2 separate regions of the Zea mays genome follow, and region 1 is linked to region 2. A link is a contact called in public Hi-C data. All regions are on one chromosome and are shown on one strand. The core of a region is the stretch at or near the end of the contact, and the rest is flanking DNA. Distances in the headings are between cores, read along the strand shown. Region 1 holds the start of LOC103652964. Region 2 holds the start of LOC103638892 (transcription factor MYC2).

The links. A called contact is a pair of places that touch in the nucleus more often than the background predicts.
Region 1: a Hi-C map of bundle sheath shows a contact between it and region 2, with 2.1 times the contacts expected there. The contact joins the promoter of LOC103652964 here to the promoter of LOC103638892 in region 2. A contact is called at or near these places in 4 of 25 Hi-C or Micro-C datasets (bundle sheath, ear and leaf).

What each region holds. Positions count from the first base shown.
Region 1 is chr9:117,793,804-117,800,855 of Zm-B73-REFERENCE-NAM-5.0, forward strand. It overlaps LOC103652964, which reads right to left and starts at 1,491. Exons shown (of 5, transcript XM_020544483.2): 1 at 615-1,491. The coding sequence starts at 854.
Region 2 is chr9:117,231,150-117,237,903 of Zm-B73-REFERENCE-NAM-5.0, forward strand. LOC103638892 (transcription factor MYC2) reads right to left here and starts at 3,765. Exons shown (of 1, transcript XM_008661676.4): 1 at 673-3,765. The coding sequence starts at 3,265. The coding sequence ends at 1,154.

The sequences.
Region 1 (7,052 bases), core at 241-2,740, 560 kb after region 2:
AGTCATCCAATGACCAGCATCTTGTTCCATTCTCTTGTTAGTTAGGTACAAGTTCAACAATTACAACCTCACAGTCACAGTGCTCATTATGTTAGCAATCAAACAAGCAGCGGGCAAATGTGTTATTGAAATGAACACCAGCAGTCCAGCACAAGCAAGGTCTGCCTTGCATCATTTGCATAAAGTAAAAATACAGCTGCAATAGGAAACTAAGTAATTTGTTAACCCTTGAACGTTATTCACCGGATTAATTCGATGCAAGGCGTCATTTCAGAGAAAAATTAAATAGAAGATCCTTTCATATGGCGTAACAAAATTGCCAATTTGAAAGAGAGCCTGTTCACAGAATTCGATGCAATGATGCAAAAAGAACTCCATGCCAATATTTACATATTAGCATGATTGCAGTCCGTAGTAGTACATCCAAACTCAACAGTTTACTGGACCAAAAACCTCGACGCCTCCGCCACATGAGCAATCTAGTTATCTACTACTGCAGAAGCTTCATATAGCAGGTATTGTACAAGTCCAAGCAGGGAGAAAAAGGGTTAGCAACCTCAGTCAGTCTAAACCCACAAAGTTTAGCAAGCAAGTAATACCCAACAAAGACGCACCTTTACAAAGGAACCGGGTGACACTGGGCGAGGGGGATCGATGCACTCCTGCTGCGCCGCCGATTCCGGCGGAAGAGAAGTCGTCCGAGACGGGGGGACAGATGAGCCAGAAGGAGAAGTAGCTGGTCCTTGTGCAGGTGGTGGTGGAGCTTCTGCCTCTACGCGTGCCGCTGGCCACATGAGCCGAACGAGACGCTGCCTCCTGACGTCGCAACCCTCAGCGCCGCGCCACCCATGCATATCCGGCTCGCTGCATCTTCCCCAACGTCGCCGTCGAACCCTCTTCCTCGCCGAGCTCCGGCGCCGCGCCGCGCCACCATCACCAGATCGCCGGCACTAACCCTAGGCCCTCCGAAACCCTAGATCCGCGAGCCTCCGCTCTGCGCGCATCCGGGACACCCGAATTCGAGTCCAATCGGTCGATTCGGGCGAACCGCCTCACCCGGCGGGAGCTCGAATCCGGTGGAATCGACGGGCTCCGGTCGGGCTCGATTGGGGGTCTGGGGGCTGGGTCAGCGGAGTGGGCTCCGCGGCTTGGACCCGATCCGAGGTGGGGCGGAGGCGGAGAGAGAGAAATTCAGGGATTCAGCGAGAGGGAGAGAGATCGCAGCTGGGTGAGCAGGGACAGGGGCAGGGCACAGCAGAGACGGCGAGGGAGGTCGGGTCGAGAGATGGGGAGAGAGGGGATGATGTCTCGTCTCGACTTGTCCTGGCAGGCCAGGGATGAGAGCAAAGGGGCAAATTCGACCATGCACAGTGACCGCAGCCGCAGGGGACCTCCTTCTGTGCCTGCGCGGCGACGCCGTGTCGCCGTTCATGTGAAGCCAGTGCACTCACACGATGCGGAAGTCAAGGCATATCAAACACGGCTTGTAAATGACATGTTTTAACCCTTTATTTCAGTATTTTACAATATAATGTACTGTTATGTTGTGATGTTTTAGGGCTAGTCCTAACAGTTATTCAGGAAAGAAAACAAGAATCGTGTAGAAATAGTTATGTGACATAAATCTATGTATTACCTCTATTCAAGTGAATTTTCAGCTATGAATAAATATAATGACGAGTTAGTAATAGGTAGCCATTGGGAAAACGAGATGCGAACACTTTTGTCCAAGAGTTTAGCTAATATTGTCAAGTTTTTAAGAACCAATAGGATCTGGAGTATAGAGGTCTTGTTAATTCATCTACTCACTCCCATCGGTACTCCTTTATTTTTAGTTACATAAGAGCATTTACAAGAGTACCTAATATTTAACCTCCCAGTATGTTTAGATTGACATCTCCTCGAAAGTTTTTGAACCTAGCAAACACTGCATTCTCTAACCGTTCCCAATTATTTTGCCAAGATAACACGTGGCTTGTCAGAGTTCAGCTCTTCTAACCGTGCAAGGGCTCCGCGGACTGATGGGTGTTGGCGTAGATGTCGACGGACGCACTGGTGCAGTTACTATTCGAGTCAACGACTTTGGTGTGGCGGCAATCAAGGTAGAACACAACGACGGCGATGTTGAACGTCGTGTTGTGCTCGACGGCCGCCACCCCGCCGTCGACCACTCGACAGCCACAATGTTGTGCCACCCCGCCATCGACCACCCGACGGCCGAGCACGGCACGAGAGCCCCGAGTTTGGCCACGTACAGCGTGTCCTTGGAGATGGTTGCTCACTGGCGAAGCTTGCCACATGGAACTATCTCAGAATCGTTGTTGTTCCACGGACACGCACCTACAGAAATCTCCGCATGGCATAGGTGTTTTTTCGTGTGTGAGTAGATAGGACAGCTGGTACTGTTGGGTGACTGTTTTTTAAAAAAATCTTAAATTAAGGATTTGAATTAGAAGTATTAGAATATGTTGGAGATGCTCTAACGGTTAGTCAGAGGTAATTAGTTTTAAAACAAATTATTTCATCCAAAATACCAAATATTTAAATCAAAATTTTTATGACAAACATTTTATAAATATATTTCTCCTGCTTTATGCAATTTTTACTCGATAGTTTTCAGGGAAAACTAATGGTATGTTTGGTTTGCAACACGGGATGGCCTGCCAGACCACTTGAATTAGGTTTTAGTCTATGGGCTACCATAACCTGATGGAATTAGGTTTTAGTCATCTGCTTAGCATTAGTAGGGTAGCGGGCGAGCCTCTAGAACGAGTTCATTTTTGTGAAAAAATCATCGGTCCACCTCATTATGGTTAGATCCATGTCAAATGAGATGAACTGTCTAGAATATGTTGTAAAGGTTGGGGTCGAGCCTGTGTTAAAACCATGCACGTTGCGAAAATAGTCGAGCCACAGAGCGAAGTTACGAAAGACCATGGATTATTTCCTCCACCGACACTACCCCGAGTACAGCGTTCGTGACGACATCAAAGTCACCTGTTAGGAGTCTAAGTCCACCACCGTCGATTGATTAGGCAGGTCAATAGCATCACAGAGGTTGCCACCGAAGTGTAGTTGCGCAATGGCAAGAGCCACTACTGCGCCCCGGTGAACCCCAAACTCCACGACCTCGCGAACACAGTCCGGGATACCAAGGAGGCACAGTCATGATTTCTCCTCGTGCACGAACAAATTTATGGGTTGATCTACGTACAAGAAAAGGCTCGACGTTGCGAGCCCTAATGCTGCAAATGGTTTTGCAGATAGTCAGGAGTCTAAGAGATTGGGAGTCCAGAGACCGAACCATGAGAGACTACTTGTCCTGAATCGTTAAGAGTCGCTAACTATGACTGAAGATGTCGGACTTCGGCATTAGCCGCCTTTAGAGCCACGTGCGACGCGTCCAAATCCCTCATGAGGTTGTCTATCGCCCACCCCAAAGGGGGCAGTGAGATGGACAACTAAGACATGGGATTGTAATGCCTTCGCGCCTCGGAGGAAGCGATCGCTGCCCTAGAAAGGCGCACCAAGGATTAAATAGAAGAGGGATAAGAGGAAACCCCGAGATAAGGGTGGGGCGATTGTACCATTTCGTCAAAAAATCCCCTAGGAGGTCTACCCTGACCCATGAGTGGAAGGAGGCGTTGGCTAATAAGGAAGTCCGCAAACAAGGTCGCTCTCACGCCCCCTCTCTTGCTTTTAAGGAGGGAAGGCTCACAGAAAAGATCACGAAGAAAATACCTAAGGGACATACGACACAAAAAACTAGGGAAAAATATTACTTTATTACTACTTTAGGGAAGCGACGCCAAGATGCGATACAACGCAATCAACACACACCATGAACGACGTCATGAGCCGACACCTTGAGCACGACATGGCTGCCCACCTCGTTAAAACCCTCCAACTAGTCTTCCAGTCCTTCATCCGAGAGGGACGAAGGAGGACCGACATTGTCCTAGAGACTATAGCCAGAGCAGATCTCCCCCATAAGCAGCGCCACCGCGACTGTTGGGGACTTGTTCTCAAATGCTATGAATTAAGAACAAGGCAACATAGAATATTAAATATTAATGTCCTTCGTCCGCGGAAGCATTATATCCCCAAGGATTTAATGAGCTTCGGACGAAGGCCATAAACAAAATATCACGAAGGTCGTACCTTCGTGATCATACTTGAAAAACAATATGAAGTAAAATGTAAAACATAAGGCATTATAGAAAGACATGCTGAAAATGAATAGCAATATTCACATATATTTGATTATGTGAACCTAAATATTGAAACATAATATTTAAGTACATTTATACCTTCGTCTTAGCAGAAAGCAATAATTCCAGCGTAATGTGCCAGTGATTACAAGATTGCGTGAACAGTACAGAGGTACTGTTCACCTATTTATAGACACAGGGCGTGGCCTGTGAGGAATTACAATTATGTCCCTCATAAGGGATTACAACGGTGACTCAAACATTTATGGACTAAAAGGTCATTCTACTTTTATGTCGGTTTGTAAATTCCGAAGCTTCATGAAGAGGAACCTTCGGTCATCTCATACGAACAGCTTCAGCCGAAAACTGCTTCTTCCTACAAGACCTTCGGCGACGAAGCATAGTCCCAACAGTAGCCCCTTTCGCGGTGCTAGATCGTTTTTCGTAACGAGCTTGATCCGTGAAAAAAGTCTCCTAAGCTTCAGGAAGCCGAAGGTCCAAAAAACACCTTCCCTGAGCTCGTTGTCGAGAAACGATTCAATTTCCCAGCGCATAGCGATCCCACCTTGCAGAGTTACTGTTTGGTCTCTGCGGTCCACCGTGCAGTGAGTGCAAGCGGCTGTCCGCCTGGTGTAAAAATCCTGGCGCTTCGCCTTCTTACCTGCAGTACTATATAAACAGACGAGTAGGTGTGAAGTTACCACAGCATTCATTGCTATTTGCACTGTTTTGCTGCCAAAATTTTTAACCATAGCCGAAGCTTGACTCTCGGAATCGAACGAAGCTCCAGCTTGAAGCCTGCTTCGTCAGAAGAAAAAACTTCGGAAGAAAAAGTATTTAATTCCCACAAATTCAGAATTAAATGGCCAGAGTGCGTTCTACCGCTAGGGTTGAGCGTGAGGGAGGCGAAGCTGAAGGTTCGGAGACTATTCCCATCTCCGAAGCGATGCAACGATCCGGGCTGGTAACTTCGGAAAAAATCCCCAGTGCTGATGCAGAACAAGCAGAACAAACAACTGCCGAAGCAGAAGAAGAAAACATTGAGGAAACTGATCCCGAAGATGATTATCGTATTGCCATGCCAAGTAAACCCAGCCACTTGGACTTCGGAAAGTCTACTGTTTCAAAGGCTGATCTCTCCAAGATGGTAAAGTCGGGTTTTTTCAGTGAAAGTCAGAAGAAGCTACTACGCTTCGGGGGGGAAGAAACTACCCCAAAGCCAGAGAAGGATGAAATAGTCATTTTCAAGAGCTTTCTAAAGGCTGGATTAAGATTCCCCCTACATGGGATTATTGCAGAGGTACTGAAGAGGTTTGGTATCTACTTTCATCAGTTGACTCCTAACGCTATCGTTAGGCTTAGTGTTTATATCTGGGCCCTCCGAAGCCAAGCGGTGGAGCCGTTTGCGGACATCTTTTGTCGAGTTCACGAGCTGCACTATCAGACGAAGGCTAGAAAAGATGGATTGCATGACAATTTTGGTTGCTATAATTTTGCTTATCGGAAAACCACAAAGTTCCCTGTAATCAGCTACCGAAGCAAATGGGCAGCAGGCTGGAAGTCGGAGTGGTTCTATGTCAAGGTTGATGACGACAAGGAGAAGCTTGTGCAAAGTCCACTTGAACTAATCTTCGGAGAAACCCGACCTCGTTGCAACATGACACCAGAAGGTCCAACCCAACAAGCGTTGGATGAATTCAGAATTATTGCAGAACATATCAGTACAAGAGACCTGGTGTTGGAACTTGCTCTCAAACGCAAGGAGGCCAACAAGGGTGAATTGTGGTGATAACAGGGTTACGAGCTAGGAGGCAATAGCTCTCTTCATCTAGCCTCCCACGGGCACTGTACAGGGGTATTTATAGGTACCTGAGCGCCCAGCGCCTTGTGCTAAGGACGCATGTGCCCTCAGCTACCCAGACTATCCCTAGAATATTCCCATAAAGTGGGGTTACAGACTGTAATTACAGGGGTGCCTTTACAGATCAGGCCCGTAACTCGCGGCGGCCACGCAGGGCCCGTTACAATGGGCCGGAACGCACGTGGGCCTCTGAGCTGGACGAGGCCGCACTGTAGGATGACTTCGTCGCTGGTCTTCGTCTGGTGCCGACGAAGCGAAGGGTGTCCCTGCCTGCTCAGCGGTTATCAGCGAAGACTTCGAGCGAGGGGTGGCGCCTTTGCCTTCGCCCCAACATTTGCCCTCCGAGGGACCAGTTCGACAAAGTCACCTGGTGCCGAAGACGTCGCTAGATGGCGGAGACGCTGCCCTCGCTCGAAGTGGTTCCGCGGGGGTTTTTGATGTGACCGTTGATGGACGGCGTACTGTTGGATTGCGGGTTTCCCGAAGCGCCGCGCCCTGTCGGATTGCGGGTTTCCCGAAGAGCCGCGCCCTGCCTATAAAAGGGGGCGGGGGTCGGCGCTTCTTGAACTTTGCCTTCCGCGCTCCGTGAAAACCCTAGCCACTCGCCGTCTTGCTGCTCGTCTGCCCGCCGTGCTCTTGTTCGCCGGAGATCTGGCTCGAGTGAAGCAGACCGCCCGCCGCCGCCGACGGTACGTAGCGATGTCGTCCTCTTCTTCTTCCGCTGCCGCTACGCCGCCGGCCGCCGCCTCGTCTAAGGAGACGCTAAGGCAAAGGCGCCACCCCTCGCTCGAAGTCTTCGCTGATAACCGCTGAGCAGGCAGGGACACCCTTCGCTTCGTCGGCACCAGACGAAGACCAGCGACGAAGTCATCCTACAGTGCGGCCTCGTCCAGCTCAGAGGCCCACGTGCGTTCCGGCCCATTGTAACGGGCCCTGCGTGGCCGCCGCGAGTTACGAGCCTGATTTGTAAAGGCACCCCT
Region 2 (6,754 bases), core at 2,515-5,014:
AAGAAGGTGCTGTTTGGTTCAAAAAATGTAACGCAAATGGTAATGGTAATGGTTTCGGTTCGATTACTGCCGGTAACAAATTTGAATAGGCTGGTATCAAATTTTAGTGTGGTATCGGATTACGGTTGAACTAAAACAAACATGATTTAATGTTATTCGTTACCCATTACGTTACAAATATGTGAACCAAACGGTACCGAAACTCAACCATCATGCAGAGGTTGGCTGGAGCCTGTATGGTCGCTGGATAGTCGTATTTAATACCCCGTCCTAAAATAGCAAAAAAGTAAAATGAATATTCCTGCAAACTCAGAAGCAAGCAATTTGCTCCTACCTTTTTTTAGGAGGAAAAAACGAGCTGCTTCTCCTTCACTTGCGGCTTGCCTAACTCGCTTGATGCCTAGTGCTCGCACGTGCTTGATGGCGAAGCTTACCCAACTAAACCCAACTCACATGCCGCCCCTGTCCATAGCGTCTCCATCATGTCATGTGCACATCCTACTGTCGCTCATGTTAAATTCTCGCACGCCCTCGCAGTCACAGGTGACACAGGACACGCCCACAGCTTTCAGCTCATCAAAATGGCTAATGGGAACGCACATCAAATAAAGATGCATAGAACATCGGTCAAGATACAGCGACATCGATCCCTCGAATGTTTTCACCAAAACCAAACAAAGACCACGTGCTGTACTTGAATAAAAAAAACGGACTCTTCAGTTGCAAGCGAATTCCTGCTGTAATAATACATACATCCTATATACAGCTTTGGATTCAACCAACGCTAAAACATCGGTCGATCCATCGTCGTCACAGCTCACAACAACAGGTACTTAATTAACAACAACGGGGGTGACGCTTGACGGCTGCTTAATCCTGCTAATTACCAGGCTACTAGCAAAAACACAAGAGGATGATGAACAGCAGCCGGAAGCTAGGTGTCATCATCCATCCATCCTTCTAGAGTTTTCAACAACACCAGCATCATCATCGTCGCCGCCGTCCTCCACCTCCTGAATCTCTAAGGCCTATCGTGCGTGTGTGTGTTTTGTAACCATGGTGACCGCGATGACAGTCCCCGTGGTGGGTAGCAGTGTATCGGTATCGTCCCTATCCGGCAGGCACAGGCGAGCTGATGAGCTCTCCTGCCTGATTACCTGCCCATGACAGACCCGGGCTCCGCAAGGCGGCTGTAGAGCGCGGCGCTGAGCTGGTCCTGCGAGTACATGCGGCTGGCCATCTTGACGGCGACCTGCTGGATCATGAGGTCCTTGACGACGGAGACGCTGGCGTGGTACACGTCCAGGTCGAGCTCGCGGAGCGCCGTCATCAGCCGCGCCGACGGGTGGTTGCGCTTGTGGCACTGCACGCGGATCATGGCCTCCAGCCCCAGGATCTTGGCGTCGATCTCTACCGCGTGGCAGCGCGGCCCGCCGGCGTCGTGCCCGCCGAGCCCGGCAGCGGGGTGCGGGTGCGGCCGCGCGTCGCGCTCCTTCTTGAGCGCCTCGACCTGGGCCTGCAGCGTCTCCCTGTCCGACTCCAGCGACGTCAGCTTGCCGCGGAGCTCGTTGATGTAGGAGATGGCGTCGCCGAGCAGCGACGCCTTGTCCATCTTGGACACGTTGGGCACCACGGCGCGCAGCGCGTAGAAGCGCTGGTTCAGCTTCTCCCGCCGCTGCCGCTCCGCCTCCACGTGGTTCAGCGGCTCCTCGCGCCCGTTCGCGGGCTTCCGCCCGCGCTTCCGCGGCCGCTTCTCCGCCTCCGGCGGCGGCGCCACGACGCGGCTGCTCTCCACCTCGCGCACGGACGCGTCCAGGTCCGAGTGGTCGGACTCCGACTTGGCCGGCGCGCCCGTGCCTGCCGACGGCCGCGCGGTCGGCGCCGACGAGAAGGACAGCATGCCCTCGTTCGCCGCCGCCGCCGGGTGGTGGTTGGTGTTGCTCGCCAGGGAGGTGGCTTCCATCGAACGCTTGTTGTTGTTGTTGTTGTTCTTCGCGTCGTTCGCCGCGGCGGTCGCCGTGTGCTGCGACTGCGAGAATAGGCTGCCGGGAGCGGTGGTGAGGCTGGCGGGAGGCGCCGGCGACGGGTTCCTCTGGGCGTTGCTGTCGACGCCGAAGCTGAGGATCTCGCCGGACTCGGGCTTGAAGAACGGCGGGGCCGCCGCCAAGGAAGGATTGGACGCGAAATCCGAGAAGTTGAGCTCCCGGCGGAACGGGCCCTGATTCTGCTGCTGCCGCTGCGGTGGCGCCGGCGGGGCTGGCGGCGCGTGCACGGAGGGGCTGGGGTTCTCCGTGAGCGTGCTCGTGCTCCCGTTCTCGAAGTGAATCTGCGGCGGAGGCGGAGGCGGAGGCGGTTTGGAGACGGAGATCTCGGCCGCCGACGGGTGCGAGTAGGAATCCTTGATGTCCACGACCGGCGCGTCGGCGAGCCACAGCACGGATGGGTCCGTCTCCGCCGCCTGGTCGGCTTCGGCGGCGTGCTGCTGCTGCGGCGCCGCCTGGGGCTGCACGGGCGGCCACGAGCCACCCCCCGGCCCGCCCCCGAAGAGCGAGCGGATCTTGGCCATGGTCTCGGCGGTCTGGAACACGACGTCGGTGGAGCCGAGCTCGAGCACGCCCGTGCCGACGGGGAAGCAGACCATGGTGCGGAGGCCGAAGTTGTAGGCCTGGCGCGCGCGGTCGCACGGCGCGGAGGAGAGGCCGGCGGCGATCCAGGTGTGGTGGCCCGCGAAGAGCGCCTGGCCGGGGAGGCCCGAGCCGTTGAGGAAGGACTGCGTCATGGAGACGAGGAAGAACCACTCGGTGTCGGTGACCTCCTCCTCGACGGCCTCGTCGGGCGCGGGCGCGGGCGCGGCGGAGGCGCCGCCGGAGATGAGGGAGTTGAGCTCGCGGAGCACGCGCTTGCGGTGCTCCTGCTCGGCCTGCGCGGCGGGCGTGAGCGGCGGGCGGTGCCTGCGCTTGTCGTCGTCGCAGCCCTTGTAGTAGCCGTCGCCCCAGCCTAGCAGCGACGCGCCGGTGGCGGCGTCCAGGGAGGACTGCCAGAAGATGGCGTAGGTCCAGGTCTCCCTGGACCCCTCGATCATGGCCTGCAGCCGCTGCTGCAGCGTGTCCTGGTTGAACCCCGGCGCCATCGCCATCGCCGGCGGCATCTGCGGCGGCGGCGGGTTGCCGCCCCCGGCCGGCGCCCCCCAGGGGTAGGCGGGGAGGTCGGCGGAGGCCATGAAGGCCTCCATCATGGAGGCGTTGTCGTCCGTCCACAGGTTCATGGGCGTGGCGTAGCGTGGCAGACCCGAGGAAACGGTGGGCGGAGAATGGAGGGCGAAGGGGAAAGGCGAAGGAAATGGGTTGAAACGCGGAACCCGTGGGATTATGCGGCGAAAACGCCCGTGACAGAGGCTGGGCGCCTGTCCCGCCTCCTGTCCGGTTGGCGAGGCGAGGACAAATACAGGAAGGGAAACAACATCCCTTCGCCACGGGGCCACAGCACCGACCTACAATTCAGGAGGGTTCGTAGCCCGCCTCCTTCAAAAGTGGACCCGATTGTCAGCGAGAAGTGAGTAGCCATGGTGTCCGCTGGGCGTGCTATTTTTACACGTGAAAATGACGCACACACCTGCTTGGTGCTTGCTAGGAGCGCAACCATGTCATGTCACGGACCTCTTAAATACCTCCTTAGCCTAATCGTCAATATATGTACTCCTACTGAGATGGCTCGAATGGAGCATCGCAATTTGCTGCACGTTTTTATTACTCCACGCACGTGCAGAAACAGCAGCATGTGGGCATCGGTAGATAGCCTATAGTAGCTTGTGGCCGGCTCTGTCTGACCGTTGAGTTGATTCCATCCCCGTCAGGAGAGTGGCCCACGTGCAGCGGTTGGAAGCAGCAAAGGCCCTCCACTTCATGGGTCGGTGGGCCCACGCAGCGGACAAGCCAATGAAAGATAAGGAGGCCCAGGTGGGCAATGCGGGACGGCGCACGCGATCTCTGGGGCCGTCCATCCGTGTTCACGTGTTTAGCGAGCGTCGCAGGCGGGCAGCGTGCTAGCCAACCGTCTATATAAATATCTGTTGTGATTCGGCTTAGTGCTAATATAAAACGAGGTGCGGGGCAGCTGTGCTGTGCTGTGGCCGCCGATGGAGGTCGTGGTCGCGTTCGGCTTAATCAATGGTAATCTCCTCTTGGCGCGCAACACATGCTACACGCAACGCAACCATGTACAATTGTCAGGGTATACCAACGCTCGGCAAGCTTCTTTACAGGTATAGGTTACTTTTACAAAGCGTAGCGTCCCGAGTACGCGAAGCAGGAGGAGATATATATCTGTACTAACTATTAAGGAGGCAGTGTAGACTGGCCCCGCCCTGCGATCCCATCCGCCTGCGATTCCCTCGCCGCGAAACCAGCTCGCGCCTCCCACCCGCCTGCGATCCCCTCGCCGCGAAACCAGCCAGCATCCCCGCGGCGCCTGCGATCCCCTCGCCGCGAAACCAGCCCACGTCTCCCACCCGCCTGCGATCCCCTCGCCGCGAAACCAGCCAGCATCCCCACGCCTCCCTCGCCGCGAAACCAGCCCGCGCCTCCCACCCACCTGCGAATCCCTCGCTGCGAAACCAGCCAGCATCCACGTGCCTCCCTCGCCGCGAAAGCCCCCGCCTGCGAATCCCGGCGCCGCGAAACCAGCCAGCATCCCACCCGCACGCCAGCGCCTCCCCCGCCGCGAATCCCACCCGCACGGCCGCCCGCGCCTCCCCCGCCGGCGGAACGTCCGCCGGTCCTCTAGCTCCGTGAACAACCCTCGCACGCCCTCAAGCCCGCACGCCTGCTGCCGCGAAAACCTCCGCTACCAAGCCGCCCACACGCCCGCACGCCAGCCCCCGCGAATCCATGCTCTTAGCGCTCTCCCTCCCCCGCGGCCAGCGTCCCACGCACTCCCTCCCTCCGCGGCGCCCAGATCCGACCGCACTGCACCCCCGATGCCTAGATCCGCGTTTCAGGAGACCGCCGCCGGTGGAGACTGCTACATGGAATGTAGGTGGCCGCATGCCGCCAGGCTCGCTTAGCCTCGATGGCTGGCTCTGCCGCCGGCCTACATCTACATCCTCGGGTAAAGCCCCCTAATTTATTCTTGAGTCATTGCGGTTGCGCCGGCATGCAGGTTCCAAGAGATCGTCCTGTTGAACGCCAGGAACATCCTCGATGCCGAGGACAATGGCCCCGCGAGGAAGTGGGTGTCGCTGGTCAGGCGAACGCTAAACAGCCTGCCAGGAAGTAGCCATCCTCACCTAGCGATTCTTCACTTGAGTCGCTTCTTCTTCATAGCCATGAATCTTGTCAACCTATTCATCTGTATGGTTTTGGACCAGTTACTGTGCAAGGTTTTCCTGTACTGTTCTTTCTAATTATCTTGATCCTATTCTTCATCCAGAATGGTAGCTTGTGATGGCTAAGGAAATTGCTGCGCTTGAGCGTACCAGCATGTGGGATCTTGTTCCTTATCCTCATATTCGTCCTATTACATGTAAATGAGTTCATCAGTTTTTCTCTTAAGCATTATAAAGCTCGTGTGGTTGCTCGTGGTTTGCAACAAGAGCATGGCCATGATTATGATAATTTGGGGTTGAGGGTGGGTTGGTTGGATAGATGGCTATGCATCTAACACTTTCATGTTTGAATTATTCTAGCATGATCTAGACCCTGATGAGTACGTACAAAAACTCGGAGGTGACTGTTTTTTTCCAAAATGACGCAGACCATACTAATTATTTTTGGCCTTGCTGTTGGCAATACACAGTTAGGGGTCTGAACTTTTGATGTTAGTGCTTTGAAGTATATCTTGTATATGTTCATTTATTTTCTTTGCAAACTTTTCATTTTCAATATGAAGTCTCTTTTAGCATCCTGGATCTACCGACCTAGCATGCACCATCTTTTTTCAAAAACAGTAACTTGGTAGTGTTTGCAGGTGGCTCTTTTCTGCATGTGCATGGGAGGAATCATGTATTTTCTGGAGTACGAGCCAGACACAATGGCTCCATTCCTCAGAGGGCTCATCAGGCTCTTCCTGGCAAGCAAGATCAGCAATCCAAGCCCCCTGCCTCCCAATCGAAATGCCTCCTACTCGTACCTTCAGACGCTGAATGCTCTGGAGCAATCAAGAACCCAACCAGGGGTGGATAACGGACTGACGACATCGGAGAAATACAACCTCGAATCAATTCCTGGACTTTAGAGACCTCATCTGTGGTAGTAGTAAATTGGGTCTTGTAGCTTAGGAAGATCACGAAAACTCGAACACCCATTACATGTGCCATCCTGTGATGGGTTTATACTCTGTTATATGTGTTTGTCTTGAGTGCAAAATAAATGGATAAGCAGAGGTGGTTTGTGCGGGAGTATGGACTGATACGAAGCAATTTGCTCGTGCTTGTTGAATATGGGCCTCACCCTCCCCCAGGAAAGACCGGTGCAAAATATATTATCAGGGGAGATGGTCAGAGGCTTGATCTTCGGTATGTGAAGAAAAGCAGCGATCAGCATCTGGAGCTTGGTTACAAGGTAAATATCAACTTTCACTATGATTATAGCTGCTGCTGACTATAGAAGTTGCTGCTTTTGTAAAGTTTATGTTTTTACTCATTTTGGATTCTCCCAGGTGGAGAGGCATCTCAATGATGGGGATTTTGTTCTTTTCAATCGGCAACCAAGTCTTCATAAAATGTCTATCATGGTTTTCAGCATGGCATTCAGTGCTC